Linked DNA regions of Mus musculus: regions 1, 3 and 4 are each linked to region 2. The links are chromatin contacts, called in public HiChIP or PLAC-seq and promoter capture Hi-C maps. All regions are on one chromosome and are shown on one strand. The core of a region is the stretch at or near the end of the contact, and the rest is flanking DNA. Distances in the headings are between cores, read along the strand shown. Region 1 holds the start of Trmt61b (tRNA methyltransferase 61B). Region 2 holds the start of Lpin2 (lipin 2). Region 3 holds the start of Spdya (speedy/RINGO cell cycle regulator family, member A). Region 4 overlaps Dlgap1 (DLG associated protein 1).

Region 1 (3,373 bases), core at 484-2,983, 420 kb before region 2:
CAATCTGGGATAAGAGAGATCTATTCTCCGAACCCCAAAGCATAATGAAGCCTAGGAGACAGACACTGTGGCCAAACAATCCCGCCACAGTGTTAGTAATGGAAAATAGAAAGTCTCCTGAAATGGAGGCTGTGCTGGGAGATCTGCCTGTTTCTGCTTCCCTGGGATCAGAGTTGTGTATGTAAATATGCGCCATCATGCCCTGACTTAAAAGAAATAGTGGAGGGAGGGAAATGAATGCAACAAAATATGTGTGGGTATCAGAGGAAAGTCTGCTTTTCCACTGGAATCCTACCATAGATATCTAGTCATCAATCTCTTTGGCACGTACCTTTATCTGCTGAGCCATCTTGCTGTCCCCCTTTTAAACATGAGTTCTGGAAATCAAACTCAGATCCCAGTTCTTGCAAAGCAAGCACTTTTTACACACCCAGCTATCACCCCACCATTCCTTAGTCTTTAGAAAGGTGTATGGTACCATCAACAAGAGCTGCTGAACGTGGTCAACCTAGTTAGAAATCCCACCATCCCATTTCTCAGCTACCTTGTCAGGGGACTTGCTGACGTCGTTTAATCTTCTTTGTATAGTAGGTCATAAATACTGATTTCTAACTGAATTGCAAATTTTCAATATATGTGCATGGTACTGTCTGATTCTCAATAAACTTATAGGCAGGCTAATGATATTTAACTTTGAGTGCAAAAGGTAACTTCAGTTTTTTTGTTTGTTTGTTTTTGGTTTTTTGAGACAGATGTGCTGTTGTACAAATTTTATTTGTTTTTTGAGACAGGGTTTCTCTGTGTAGCCCTGGCTACCTGAAGCTCACTCTGTAGACCAGGCTGGCTTCGAATTCAGAAATTCGCCTGCCTCTGCCTCCCGAGTGCTGGGATTAAAGGCATGCGCCACCACACCCGGCTAACTTCAATTTTAGGAAGTGTTTATTGCTGGGCAGTGGTGGCGCACAGGAAAAGAAGTGTTTATTTGGGTAGGCGGGGTGGTTAAAACAGTTGTGTTGATTTTTTTTTTTTTTTTTTTCCTGTTTATTTTGTAGCTTAGCCATCGGATAGTCTCTGGCTATCCTGTAACCCACTATGTAAATTAGGTTGGTTCTGCCTCCCAAGTGCTGGAATGTGCCACCAAAATTATAGGAAGGGGGCACCTGGATTTGAACCAGGGACCTCTTGATCTGCAGTCAAATGCTCTACCACTGAGCTATACCCCCGGTGGCTACTGCCACCTTACTCTACCTTTGTGAACACTCTAGACCTCGGGCTGAGGCTGACCAGAGAGTCCCTAGCCATTCGAAATAGACCTCCCAGTTATGAGCAAGGTGTGCGGGTCAGCAAGCAGTGCGTCCTATGACGCCTGACCAACGATTTTTCTGGGCTAGATGACTTTGGACTCTTGGGGATGATGGGTGACGGTCCTGTCCACCACCACTAGTGACTTAAACCTGGTTAAGACTGTCCAGGTTCCACGTCTAGTCTTCCCGGGTCTTCCTGTCCCTGGGCGGCTAGCGGAGATTGGTGAGCAGTAAGTAAACTCTGTGCTTTTGCCACTCGCGGAAAGCCAGGATTTTAGCCCGGAGGCCAACGAGCCCTAAGCTCGGGCCACCGCATGTGCTGGACGCCAAGGCGGTGACGCACTCTGTCGGCGACGCGGGGGAGCCCACAGCCTGCACTACCCCAAAACCGGGCAAAGGGCACGGCGGTGGCTACGTCACACGTGTGCGACAGCACCTGCTCCGGACGTCAGGCTCTCTAAGGACGACGTGGTTCTTCCTTGTGAGGTTGAGGCGCCCGAGAGGCGATCAGAGCTCAGAGCCGATTCATTCCTGCTTGACTTTGGGTCGGTGCCTCGTGAGCGAGCTCATTTCCCGGGGTTGCGGGTCCTTGCCTGGGGACACGCGAGTTGGAGAGCGCGTGCACCGGTCGTTCCCTTCCCGTGCTGCCCGCGTCCGGATCGTCGGGACCCGGTTGTCTCTAGTATGTGGAAAGGCTCGGGCTGGGAACTTCGAGGGAGGAGTTACCCCCTCGAGATCCGGAGGACCAGAGCGGAGAGCAGGGCCACTGAGACCCTACAGGATATGACTCCGAGGATCGCGTGCTGGACACGAGTGGCTACCGAGCCCGGAGAGCTTCGCGCTGCCTCCTCCTGGTCCCTTTCCAGAGGACTCTTTTCAGTCGGGGATGCTTATTAAAGCTCTGGCGGGAAAGAGAGAATCACAATTAAAGAAATTAGTCCTACTCTGCAACGTCGGACACTTTAATAGTAACTGGGGAGCGATTGCGTTCAGGGAGATCGAGGACAAGTATCCTGGCCAGATCCTGACATGTTTTCCCGGTAAGAGTTCTCTGCGGAGGCCACCTTTGGAGGACTCTGTATATTGATGGAAGAGGGAACGCCGGAACCTATCCCAAAAGTATTGTCATGGGAATTAGGTGTGTGTGGGTTCCAGGAAGGGCGAGGACGGACGGCGCACTACCACAGTCCGATGAATGTTCTCATCACCGACCTTTGGAGTTTTTCAGCATGTTGGATTTTTAAACATGTTCAGGTACTGATAATTTTAGAAGGAAACAGAATTTACATTTGATATTTGCCACTCCCTTATCTAAAATGAAGATTATGCCAGTTTACTAGCAGAATGGTATGGACTCGCTAAACAGAGACGTACCTGTTTGTTCCCCACAGCTCTGAAGCGTATGGGTATTGATCTTAGGATGTTGAACTGTTTGGGGGTACATTTTGTAGTACCATTGTAATAATACCATATTTTTTTGTTTTTAATATTTGGGGAGTGGGCCCTGAATGAGAACTTGCAAACAGTGTGGAGGTCAGAGGGTAACTCTCCCAGAGTCTCTTCTGCCACCTGGGATCCTGGAATAAATTCGGGTTACCAGGCTTGCCTTCGTGTCTACTGGCTGAGCCATCTCGCAGGCCCTGTGGCAGTATTTTAATAATGATACTTAATAAGGAATGTTACTGGAAATCCATTATCGCATACATATTTGTATTAGGGTTAGGGATGTAACTTAGTAGTAGAAGGCTTGCCTAGACTGCACCAAAAGCCCTGCATTCCTTTCCTCAGGGAGCGGCACATAAATGGCTATTCACCTCAGTTAGGACACCAACAGACCATTCCATCCAAGTCCAGTTTGTTTGGTTATTGGGGTTAAAGCCAGTGTGATTATTGAGTTCAGTACTGCTGTGTAGACATGCCAAGGAGTCTGGAAAAGCCCCATCCAACCATGGATGACTCCTTCCTAAAGTCACAGCCCTGGAGTCCCAAACCCAGTAAACCTACCTCTTGTAAGCTGTGCCACCCTAAGACCATGTGAAACTGCCATGGGGAGGCGGGGAAGTTGGCTG
Region 2 (3,137 bases), core at 606-3,105:
TATGCACACCATCAGAGAGGATAGCTGCAGTGACCTATACTATATTTAAGTCCAATATTAATATTTAAACACAACAAAATGTCCACCGTAATGTTCACTGGCCTAACCTTTGACCACCTCTGACCCGTGATAGCACCAAGATTATCCCATCCAAGGCATACCATACAAGAAAATTTGATGATTTCATTTCATTCCACTGGCTCCCAGTGACCTACAAGGACAAACTGCTTGCAGCTTCTTCTCTTCACTCAAGAAGCCCCAACCAAAGCTCTTCTAAAAGCCAGCCTCTGTGCTTAGTAATAAACAGCTATTGGAGTCTTGCCTGCGGGGATCCTGTGCCCAGTGCAGGGGATAGTCCAGTCAGTAAACCAAAACGCACAAGGCTAAGCAAGGAGAACAAGCATACAGCCATTCAAGAAACAAAGCTCCGACCTTTATCCCTTTATCTGCTTAACTGCACTTGGCGTTCAAGGGTTTTCAAATGCTCCCATTTCCAGAGCCTCTTAAGCATACAGCTGCTCTGCCGAATCTCAATTTTGCCACAAACGCGAAAGTAGACCCAGCCATTTCATTTCTAGCATGCTACAGCTATTCTGCTACTACCTCGAACTTGAAGATCGCTGGGGCCGATAAACCACAATCAAGAACACATTTAACTAGGAGGAAGCCCGTAGGAGGCTACCCACGGGCAATGTGAGAGGGCACACCGGGCAGGGCAGCCCAACGAGGGCTAAAACACCTGTTTCCTCCCACACTTGGTGGCTGGCTGGGTTGCTAACCCAGTCTAGCAATACCTGCCACGATTCGTAGTTTTAAGCCAGTGAAAGCAATCAATGTCGGATCAACACAGACACTAACCGGCAAATGATCCCAAAATAGATTTCAAAATTCAACTTGTGTTATCATAACGTTTTAAATTAGTGAGGCGAGGTTCGGTACCAACTTAACCAGCATCCCTACTGCTGGGCAAATGAGCTTCAGCGCCATGCAAGAGCCTCAGTTTCCATTTTTAATTTTTTTTTAAGTCTCAAAGATGCATTAAAATAAGTGTGTGGCCGCTTGTTCAGTAATCCCTCAGTGCCTCTCCAAGTATCCTGCGTTCCAGTACTTTCTGAAAGCGAGGGCGATCTTCCTAGTCTTGTTCTGCATAATTATGGCTCCGAAACGCCATCCTAAATTTGAATGAAAATAATTTTCTTAGGCTGGGGTGGATCCGCGGCGCTCAAAACTGGGCCTCAGAGCTCCGGTTCCCACAGCCGACAGAACCTTCCAGGGCCCCGGGGGTCGCCGGCAACAGGCTACTCACATCTAAACCAGGTCCGCGGCCTGCAGGAGGCGGCGGCGACGGCGACGGCGGCGGCGGGCAAGCCAACGGCCTGAGGGAATAACTGCACCTCGCCAGTCCCGGCCGGGGGATGACCGCGACCGCGCGCCGGCGTCCGCTCCCCTCCCCCAGGCCCGGGGCTGCGGTCCCCGGGCGCGCCGCCCGCGGCTCGGAGGACCGCTGCCGACGTGAGGGTCTCCGCAGACGCCCGCGCGTCCTCAGGCGGCGCGGCCGCGGCTACGTGGCCCACGCGAGGCGAGGCCGCGAGCGGGGACGCGGCCCCCCGGGAAGCCCCGGCGCTGTCTCCGGCCCGCTTACCTGCGGCACCGCGCGCGGCTCTCACTCGGCGGACTGTTGTGCAGCCCCGCAGGGATGCCCCAAGAAGCGGGGGAGCAGGGGGCGGGGCCGCCGCCTCCGAAGCCGCGGGCTACAGCGGAGCCCGCCGGGCCTCATGAATGGGACGCGGCGGCGGCAGCAGCGGCGGCGGCGGCCGAGCTGGCGGTAGACTGCGCGCACGCCCCGCCCCGGCCCGGCCACGTGACGCGAGCTCCGCCCCCGCCGGCCGCGCGCCTGGAGCCCTGGGCCCCTCCGGGGAGAGAGCAGCTCGACGCCGGCGCCGGCCTCAGAAGGGCGCTTTAAAAAAAAGTTTCCTCCGGTCCCCATGGCAACCTTGCGGCGCTGCGTCGGGCTTCAGAGTCCAGCTACCAAAAAAGAGTGCAAACGGTCTGCTGCATAATGGTGTCCCCGCGTAACGCGAGTGCACCATCATGGGATCACTGCAGAACCCGTATCTTTCCTTATTTACCCTTGGAGCTCGGTGATAACACCGCCTACTTAAAAAGTGCACTTTAACGGCTGCAGCTGCGAGTGTTAGTGACGGCGGCTGTTTTTCGTCTTGTATATCTGCAGCTGGTTCTTTCGATGGAAGGCCATGGCATCACTTCTAAATGCTTGTTAATTTCTTCGTGCTCACCGCGAGCATGAACAGTGTGACACAGTCTTCCGGCCGCTGAGCCATGCATTTATACAAACTCTCTCCGGTATGGGCCTGGGCACAGCAGTTTCTTTGCAACAATGAAGCGCGGTGAGCATAGTCTGTGCTGGGACCCGGGAAACCTTTCGTTTCCCTGCCTAAGTACCGCCGTGTGGAATTCAACCAGATTGCCTCAGTAGTTACCAAGGTCCACAGAGACACCCAAACCTACTGGGATTTTTCACTTCAGCGTGGCTCTTCATCTGATCTACCAGTGAAAGAAATGTTTTCAAGGTTGAAAGTTTCCCGTAAATGCTCGAGAAATACTACTCCTCCGCTGTGGGGAAGTGCAATTAAACCCAGAGAACCCAGTCCTCAATCCCCAAGTCAATGCACTGGGAACAGCTACACCTTCATTCCCATTGGGAGCCCAATGTAGCTTGCAGCCCAGACTGTAGAACACGCTGTTACTGTTTGTTCTCTAGCTTCTCATTCTTGACTTTTCCTGTTTCTCTCGGGATAGTTTCATTACCTCCTACCTTGGGAGGGAAATATTCTCACGCTTCCTTCCTCTCATCATGCAGAAAGCAGCAGACAACCCGCCCTTCCTCTGTCACCGCCCCCTCTGGGCTTTGACACCTTACTCAGAAGGATTGGTTCATGTTTATAGTATTTTCCTCATTCTCTAGTGGCTGCCTGCTTCATGCTACTACTGAGGCAGAAGAGGAACTAATTAAATATTTGTTGACTGTTCCTCGACTTCCCCCAGCTGATACCTGTAAAGTTGGGGCACACCCAACTCCCATCTGCTTCACTGCCCAGAGTCTTTCCTCACCTTCT
Region 3 (3,070 bases), core at 518-3,017, 370 kb before region 2:
ATTATTTGTCTTTTGATTCCTTCATCTGCCTTTCTTCTGGGGGGGGGGGGACGACCCAACAACAAAAAACCAAACAGTCATTAAGTTTCTCAAAAAGGACCAGGGCAGGGCTAGATTCAGAGGTAAGACAGATATATCAGAATGCAGAACACTGTGCTACATTGTCCAGGAGCTAAGTTTTACTCAATGGTAAGTGACTTTTAAACAATGTTTTTATATTGAAACAAAATAAGAAAATGCAAACTTCATGTATCAGATTATTTCATCTAAGACTTGAGAAAACAGGGAAAGGAAATGGCTGAAATTCCCAAATAGAGATTCACTAAAGTTCATAAAGACTGAATCAAAGTTTGTGCAGTTAAGAGCTTACGAAGAAAAACTGCAGCCTGTGTCAAATTCTACTTTGCTGTATTTTTTTTAAATTTAGCTCTTTGTTTAGATGCATCAATGAGTAAGAGTTCTAATGCAAGAGGGAAGAAATAAAGAACAAGTGAAAAAACGATGAGGCATTTCTCAAGAGAAAGAGTGAACGGGGAAATAAGAGAAGCTCGCTGATTGTCTCCAAACAAGACACATTCTGTCCTAAAGGGAAGCTGCTTAAGACGAAGTAACGAAACAAGACTCAGAAAAATAAACAACTCCCAAGAGTCGACAGGCCCCTGTCCAAGGTTCTAAAGCAGTAAGGACGGCAGCTTTCCCAGGGCTTCCCCTGAGCTGGGTGGACTTTTCAGGGACGCAGCTTGAGCCACACAGGCTCTATCTGTCAGTAAGCCCTCTCCCACAGATACCCTTGTAAACCCGGGCTTCACCAAAGCGGACTTGGGTGGAATCCCTACTTTGCTCTGTCACGAATGCCCTGTCTAGGGTGAGCAGATATTGATCGATTTGGACCTCTGAAGGAAAAGTCTCACAACATAAAAGTTAAAGATCCTTCAACTCAGTGGCATGCATTCGACCCAACATTGGGAAAAAAAAAATCACAGCAAAATTCATAAAGACGATGTCCGGGTGTGTGAGGTCTGGGGTTCTGTTTGTCTGGTACATACAGCTGAATTCTGTAAGCATCTGAAGAAACTCTGGCGACAGGATCATATGTATGTGTATGGCTAGTGGTTACTATATATATTACATATGTGTGTGTGTGTATACACACGTATACATACACACACACACACACACACACACACACACATATATATATATTAGAAATAGTTTCTCCGTGTGAGCATCTGACAGTCAATCGCTGACGACAGGGGGCAGGTAGGCAGGAAAACTTTCGTACTTTTGGAGAAAGTGGCTAAAGGTGTCGCGATGAGACGCGACAGCTCAGAACTCCAGCCCGGGAGGACTCGGGCCGGGGGCGTGGGACACGGGACACAGCGGCAGGACTCATCCCTCAGCCCCGTGAAGAGGCCGAGCCTCGCTCCCCACCGCGCACCAACCCCGCGCCACCCGCCGGAGCCGCACTGCCCGGTCTCCCTCCTCTCGCCCCGCACCGCCAGTTCCCGTCCCCGCCTCCGGGATGCCCGGCCCTTGGGGCCGGCGGGGCTGCTCGAGGCCGCGGGGATGTGGGGCTGAGGCGTCCCCGCCTCCTCACGCAGGACTGTGGGAGCGAGAGGGAGGGCACAGGCGACACCCAGAACCCCGCCATCAGGCCCCGGCGGGCGGGCGGGCAGGTGAAGGTACCTGCGCAGGCCGGCGAAGAGCGAGCGGCCCCACAGCCTCCGCCTCAGCGATCTACCTCAGGCGGTTGCGTGCTGGGTCGCTAGCCGCAGGCCGCAAAACCCGCCTAAGAACCTCAAGCGGAGGGCCGGGAGCGCGCGGCCGCGGGAGCCAATCAGAGCACGGGAACCGCCGAGGGCGGGGCCTGCGCTATCGCCCCGCCCCGCCCCTCGCTGACCGGGTCGCCTCCGCCTTCTGCCGTTATTCCGCTCCAGCTCTCTGTATCTTGATGCGGTCGCGCTTTCCCTCGAACGCTGGCTGTGCGGAGCGGTTGAGGAGCCCCGGACAGGACGAGGGGACTGGGCTGCCCTGAAGGACCAGGGCTGCTTGCCGTTCCCCCTCCCTGCCTCTCTGCTCGCGCCTTGGACCTGGGTGCTTCTTCCCTTGTGCACAAGTGTGTAAGAGGAGAAAGAGCCCACGCATGCTAGCTCAAAAGGTGTGAAATAAAGTGGCCTTTAGTGAGCAAAGGGCAACGTTCTTCCATTCACAGCCCTAAATGCTCCTTTTGTCATGCCCGTGCCTTCCTGAGACTCCTGGGATATAGCTGGTGCATAATCAACGCTTGCCAGTCCCACCCCTCCAATTCAGAATCTGCTTTATATATATAGTATGAGAGCACCATACAGTTCTGACTTGTTATCAAACTCAAGTAGACTAGTAACTGAACTGGTAATTAAGACTCTCTGTGGAATTTTGGGTTGGTCCATACATCCAGAGATTAACAGACAACATGAGTTGGGTTGTGGAATCTTCCCCCTTTTAGCTACCTGTACTCAGTGTTTTGTAGAACTTCCTTAAAATGTGACTGAGTAGATAAAACCAAGGTCATGGTAATGTTAATGGCTTAGACAAAAGTGTTACCAGCCCATTAGATCTTCAACCTCTCTCAGGCTATCAATTCACCTATAAAATCTCTAACAAGAAACACTGAGTCAGGAACTTAAGGAAACTGATGCTACGTGATGCTGAAGTACACTGAAAAGGTATGTTTCCATAATAATGTAAAAAATATTCTAAACATACATACAATGAGCCCTTTGAGTAGGAGCTAATTCGACTGTTGTTAAGATCTCAGGTTCAGGGATAGAGAGACAGCTCTATGGTTAAAAGTACTTGCTGCTCAAATTCCTAGCACACATGTGGCAGCTCACAACCACCTGTAACTACAGTTCTAGGGTATCCAACATCATCTTCTGGCCTTTGCTGACATAAGGCACACATGTAGCACACATGCATACATGCAAACAAGACACTCATAAGCATTCAATTTTTAAAAATGAAAATGAGTAAACATCTCAGGTCCATTAGCAAATGGCACAACAGAAAGTACCTTAAGTAAGGAACCCAA
Region 4 (2,904 bases), core at 319-2,818, 390 kb after region 2:
CTGAACACAGCTTTCCAGAGTTGTAACACTTGTTTCTCTAGGAGTAAAAACCCTTGCTCGAGAGCTGCAAAACACTCAGATTCACACTGCCTCTGTGTTTGTTTCTGTGTGTCTCAGCTGAATCCTTACCCACCTGGCCTCGAGAACCCACATCCCAGGGACCCCCAATACCCAGCTGGGGTGGTCTGTGGCATGTTCCCTTCTATAGACTTTTGGGGTGAAGAAGGAGAGAAGCTGGGAGGAGTAGGGGGGTCCATCTTCCTACTTTAAAGCCATGTGGGTTTATCACCAGTACAGCTCTGTATAATTTCAAGTTGAGATTATCTGTGCATTGAAGAATGCATTTTTGTGGCTGTTTCTCCAATCTGTGGTGCAGAGGCCACGTCTCATATACACATAGACGTGCCATCAATGGCATGTCTCTGTCATACTGTCGAGTCTGTTCTCTTACTGGCTGGAGCTGTAGTAAAAGAAGTATGTCTCTCTTGTTTATTTACTGTTATTGGTATTTGTGGTGGTGCTGGGGATTGAAGCCACAGCCTTGAATATGCCAGGCAAGAGGCATATTCTTGCATTTGTGCCTGCCATTTTTTTAAAAGTTATCTTATTTTGATGTATATGGATGTTGGCCGACGAGTATGTCTGTATACCATGTGCATGCCCATTGCCTACAGAGGGGAGGAAAGAGTGCTGACCTGGAGTTATGGATGGCTGTCAGTTAATGTGGGTGTGGGGAAACAAAATTGTCTCCTTTGGAAGAGCAGCCAGTGCTCAGCAGCTGAGCCATCTCTCCAGCCCCTGCTTTCCTTTTTAAGAAGTCAAAACTTTGTGGCTTCTAATGCATGAAGGCTAGTGGCACCGAGCCTGATATATTTGGTGCTGGAGCACTAGCTCAGTCCTGAATGCTTGCTAGGGAAGCACCCACCAGCTGAGCGACAGCCCCAGCCCAGTTTATTTTTTTTTTTAAAGTGAGTTTAGGATGCATGTGGTGTGCATGCATATGATCCCAGTCACTCTGGACTGAGTCAGGCAGGTCCCTGGAGTCCAAGAATCAGAGAGCAGCCTGGCAAACATAGTCTCTGAAGGGCTGTAAAAGTTTGTTTAGCTTTCATCATTTCCCCGCCTGGGTTTTATTTTTAAATGTGGTTTGACTTCCGATCAGCAGATATCAGTCACCACACTGTTTACATCATGTGTCACCTACACAAATAAAGCTGCTGTCTTTGAAAGCAGAATGAGGGCTGGAGAGATGGCTCAGCGGGTAAGAGCATTGACTGCTCTTCCAAAGGTCCTGAGTTCAATTCCCAGCAACCACATGGTGGCTCACGACCATCCATAACAAGATCTGACTCCCTCTTCTGGAGTGTCTGAAGACAGCTACAGTGTACTTACTTACATATAATAAATAAATCTTTAAAAAAAAAAAAAAGGAGAGAAAGCAGAATGAAGCTAGCTAGGAATGGCGGCTCACCTTGAAATTGGTAATTCTAGCACAGGGAAGGAAGTAGGGGAAAGGATTGCCCTGGGTCCCAAGCCAGTTTGGCCTACAGAGCGAGACCTTGTCTAAGCAATACAGGCAACCAGGGCTGGTGTGATGGATGGCTCGGGTGGTTAGCTGCTTACCACCCAGCCTGACCACCTGAAGCTGATCCCCAGAACTGACATGGTGGATGGAGAGACTCAACTCAAGACAGTTCTCCTCTGACAACTACCCATGCTGGGGCACATGATCTCCCCCACCTCACTAAGTAAGTGTAAAATTGAAAACAAAAACCCCCAAAGAGGAAAAGAACTGGACTAAACTGTGATTTTTGTGACATATATGTGTGTATATGTATTGTATGTATGTATATGTGCCTATAGATGTTGGGTATGTTGATATGTATGCATATATACAAAATTATGACTTAGAGCTAATAACTCCTCTTCGTAAGGCAGTCTGCAGAAACTGACTTTTTCTTCCCCAAGAAAAGTCCTAGAAACTCAAATTTTCTTCCTTCTCAAGAGTTGTCCATAAAGAAATTCTCTGTCCAAGGGGTGGTAGTGGCCCAGGCTTTTAACCCTAGAACTTAGGAGGCAGAGGCAGGCAGAGTGAGTTTGAGGCTAGCCTGGTCTACAGAGCAAGTTCCAGGATGGCCAAGGCTATACAGAAAAACCTCGTGTTGAAAAAACCAAAAAAACACCAAAAACAAAAGATGTGTATGTGTGTGTGCCTGTGTGTGGAGTCCAGAGGTCACCCCCGTGTGTGTGGGGTCATCTTAGAAGAGCTATCCATCTTGTTTTCTGACTCAGGGTCTTCGTTGGTCAGAGCTGAGCCATTTAAGGCTAGATGGCTAGCCAGCAAGCTCGGCATTTCCACCCTACTAGCCCAAGGACTACAACGCACCATAATGCCTGACATTTTCCATGAGTTCTCAACTTTGAACTCTGGTTATTTTGCATGAGAGGCGAGAACTGGCTGACAGCCTCCTCCACAGGTTTTACTGGGCCGTCTCTAGTGCCCTTCGTATAATGAATTAGTAACTGTATCTCCCTGAGTCCTGTGAGTCCTTAAAGCACGTTAATTGAACCCGAAGAAGGGGTACAGGGGCTGTATGCTATATCTCTTTCCTTATAGTGTGCACTTATGTGTATGTATTTGTGTTTGTGCAGAGGTCTGTGTATACCTATGCAGGTCCCCTCAGAGGTCAGAGGTGTTTGATCCTGGGCGGAGAAGGTTGTGAGCTGTTTAAAATGGATGTTAGGAATTAAATTTTGGGTATGGTACAAGAGAGGTACTTATCTGCTGAGTCATCTCTCCAGACCCAGCCTAACTATTTTAAAAAATAATTAGGGTTATGAGATTGTCATCTATAGTGTGTATGCGTGTGTGTGTGTGTGTGTGTGTGTGTGTGTGTGTGCATT

Evidence for each region. Promoter capture Hi-C pulls out the DNA fragments that hold promoters and counts their contacts. HiChIP or PLAC-seq counts read pairs in DNA pulled down with a chosen protein or histone mark.
Region 1: a contact with region 2 is called in a BATF HiChIP or PLAC-seq map of CD8 T cells, with 5 read pairs. The contact joins the promoter of Trmt61b here to the promoter of Lpin2 in region 2. A contact is called at or near these places in 2 of 39 promoter capture datasets (hematopoietic stem and progenitor cells and pre-B cells) and 2 of 115 datasets of contacts at active chromatin or transcription factors (CD8 T cells and effector CD8 T cells).
Region 3: a contact with region 2 is called in a promoter capture Hi-C map of the HPC-7 cell line. The contact joins the promoter of Spdya here to the promoter of Lpin2 in region 2. A contact is called at or near these places in 10 of 39 promoter capture datasets (the HPC-7 cell line, cranial neural crest, embryonic stem cells and 7 more) and 1 of 115 datasets of contacts at active chromatin or transcription factors (memory CD8 T cells).
Region 4: a contact with region 2 is called in an HNF4G HiChIP or PLAC-seq map of pancreatic cancer cells. The contact joins the enhancer-like site here to the promoter of Lpin2 in region 2. A contact is called at or near these places in 2 of 39 promoter capture datasets (the 3T3-L1 cell line and pre-B cells) and 4 of 115 datasets of contacts at active chromatin or transcription factors (the SCID.adh cell line, bone marrow-derived macrophages, neural tube and 1 more).

Annotation. Positions count from the first base shown.
Region 1 is chr17:71,597,121-71,600,493 of GRCm38.p6, reverse strand. It overlaps Trmt61b (tRNA methyltransferase 61B), which reads left to right and starts at 1,733. Exons shown (of 6, transcript NR_027952.1): 1 at 1,733-2,558. n-TCgca52 (a tRNA gene) reads right to left here and starts at 1,223; the gene lies at 1,152-1,223.
Region 2 is chr17:71,182,250-71,185,386 of GRCm38.p6, reverse strand. Lpin2 (lipin 2) reads right to left here and starts at 1,855. Exons shown (of 20, transcript NM_001357791.1): 1 at 1,643-1,855.
Region 3 is chr17:71,550,758-71,553,827 of GRCm38.p6, reverse strand. It overlaps Spdya (speedy/RINGO cell cycle regulator family, member A), which reads right to left and starts at 1,767. Exons shown (of 7, transcript NM_029254.1): 1 at 1,687-1,767.
Region 4 is chr17:70,795,790-70,798,693 of GRCm38.p6, reverse strand. All of the region lies in intron 9 of Dlgap1 (DLG associated protein 1), which reads right to left. The region is part of intron 3 of Gm41609 (predicted gene, 41609); the gene reads left to right. Among named protein-coding and RNA genes, the nearest start is that of Gm41609, 8.8 kb to the left of the region's middle. Within about 2 kb of position 1,568, at least 42 of the 459 cell types and tissues checked have an H3K27ac peak or open chromatin away from gene starts, as enhancers often do. A contact at or near this core is called in bone marrow-derived macrophages, pancreatic cancer cells and pre-B cells, where this site is marked.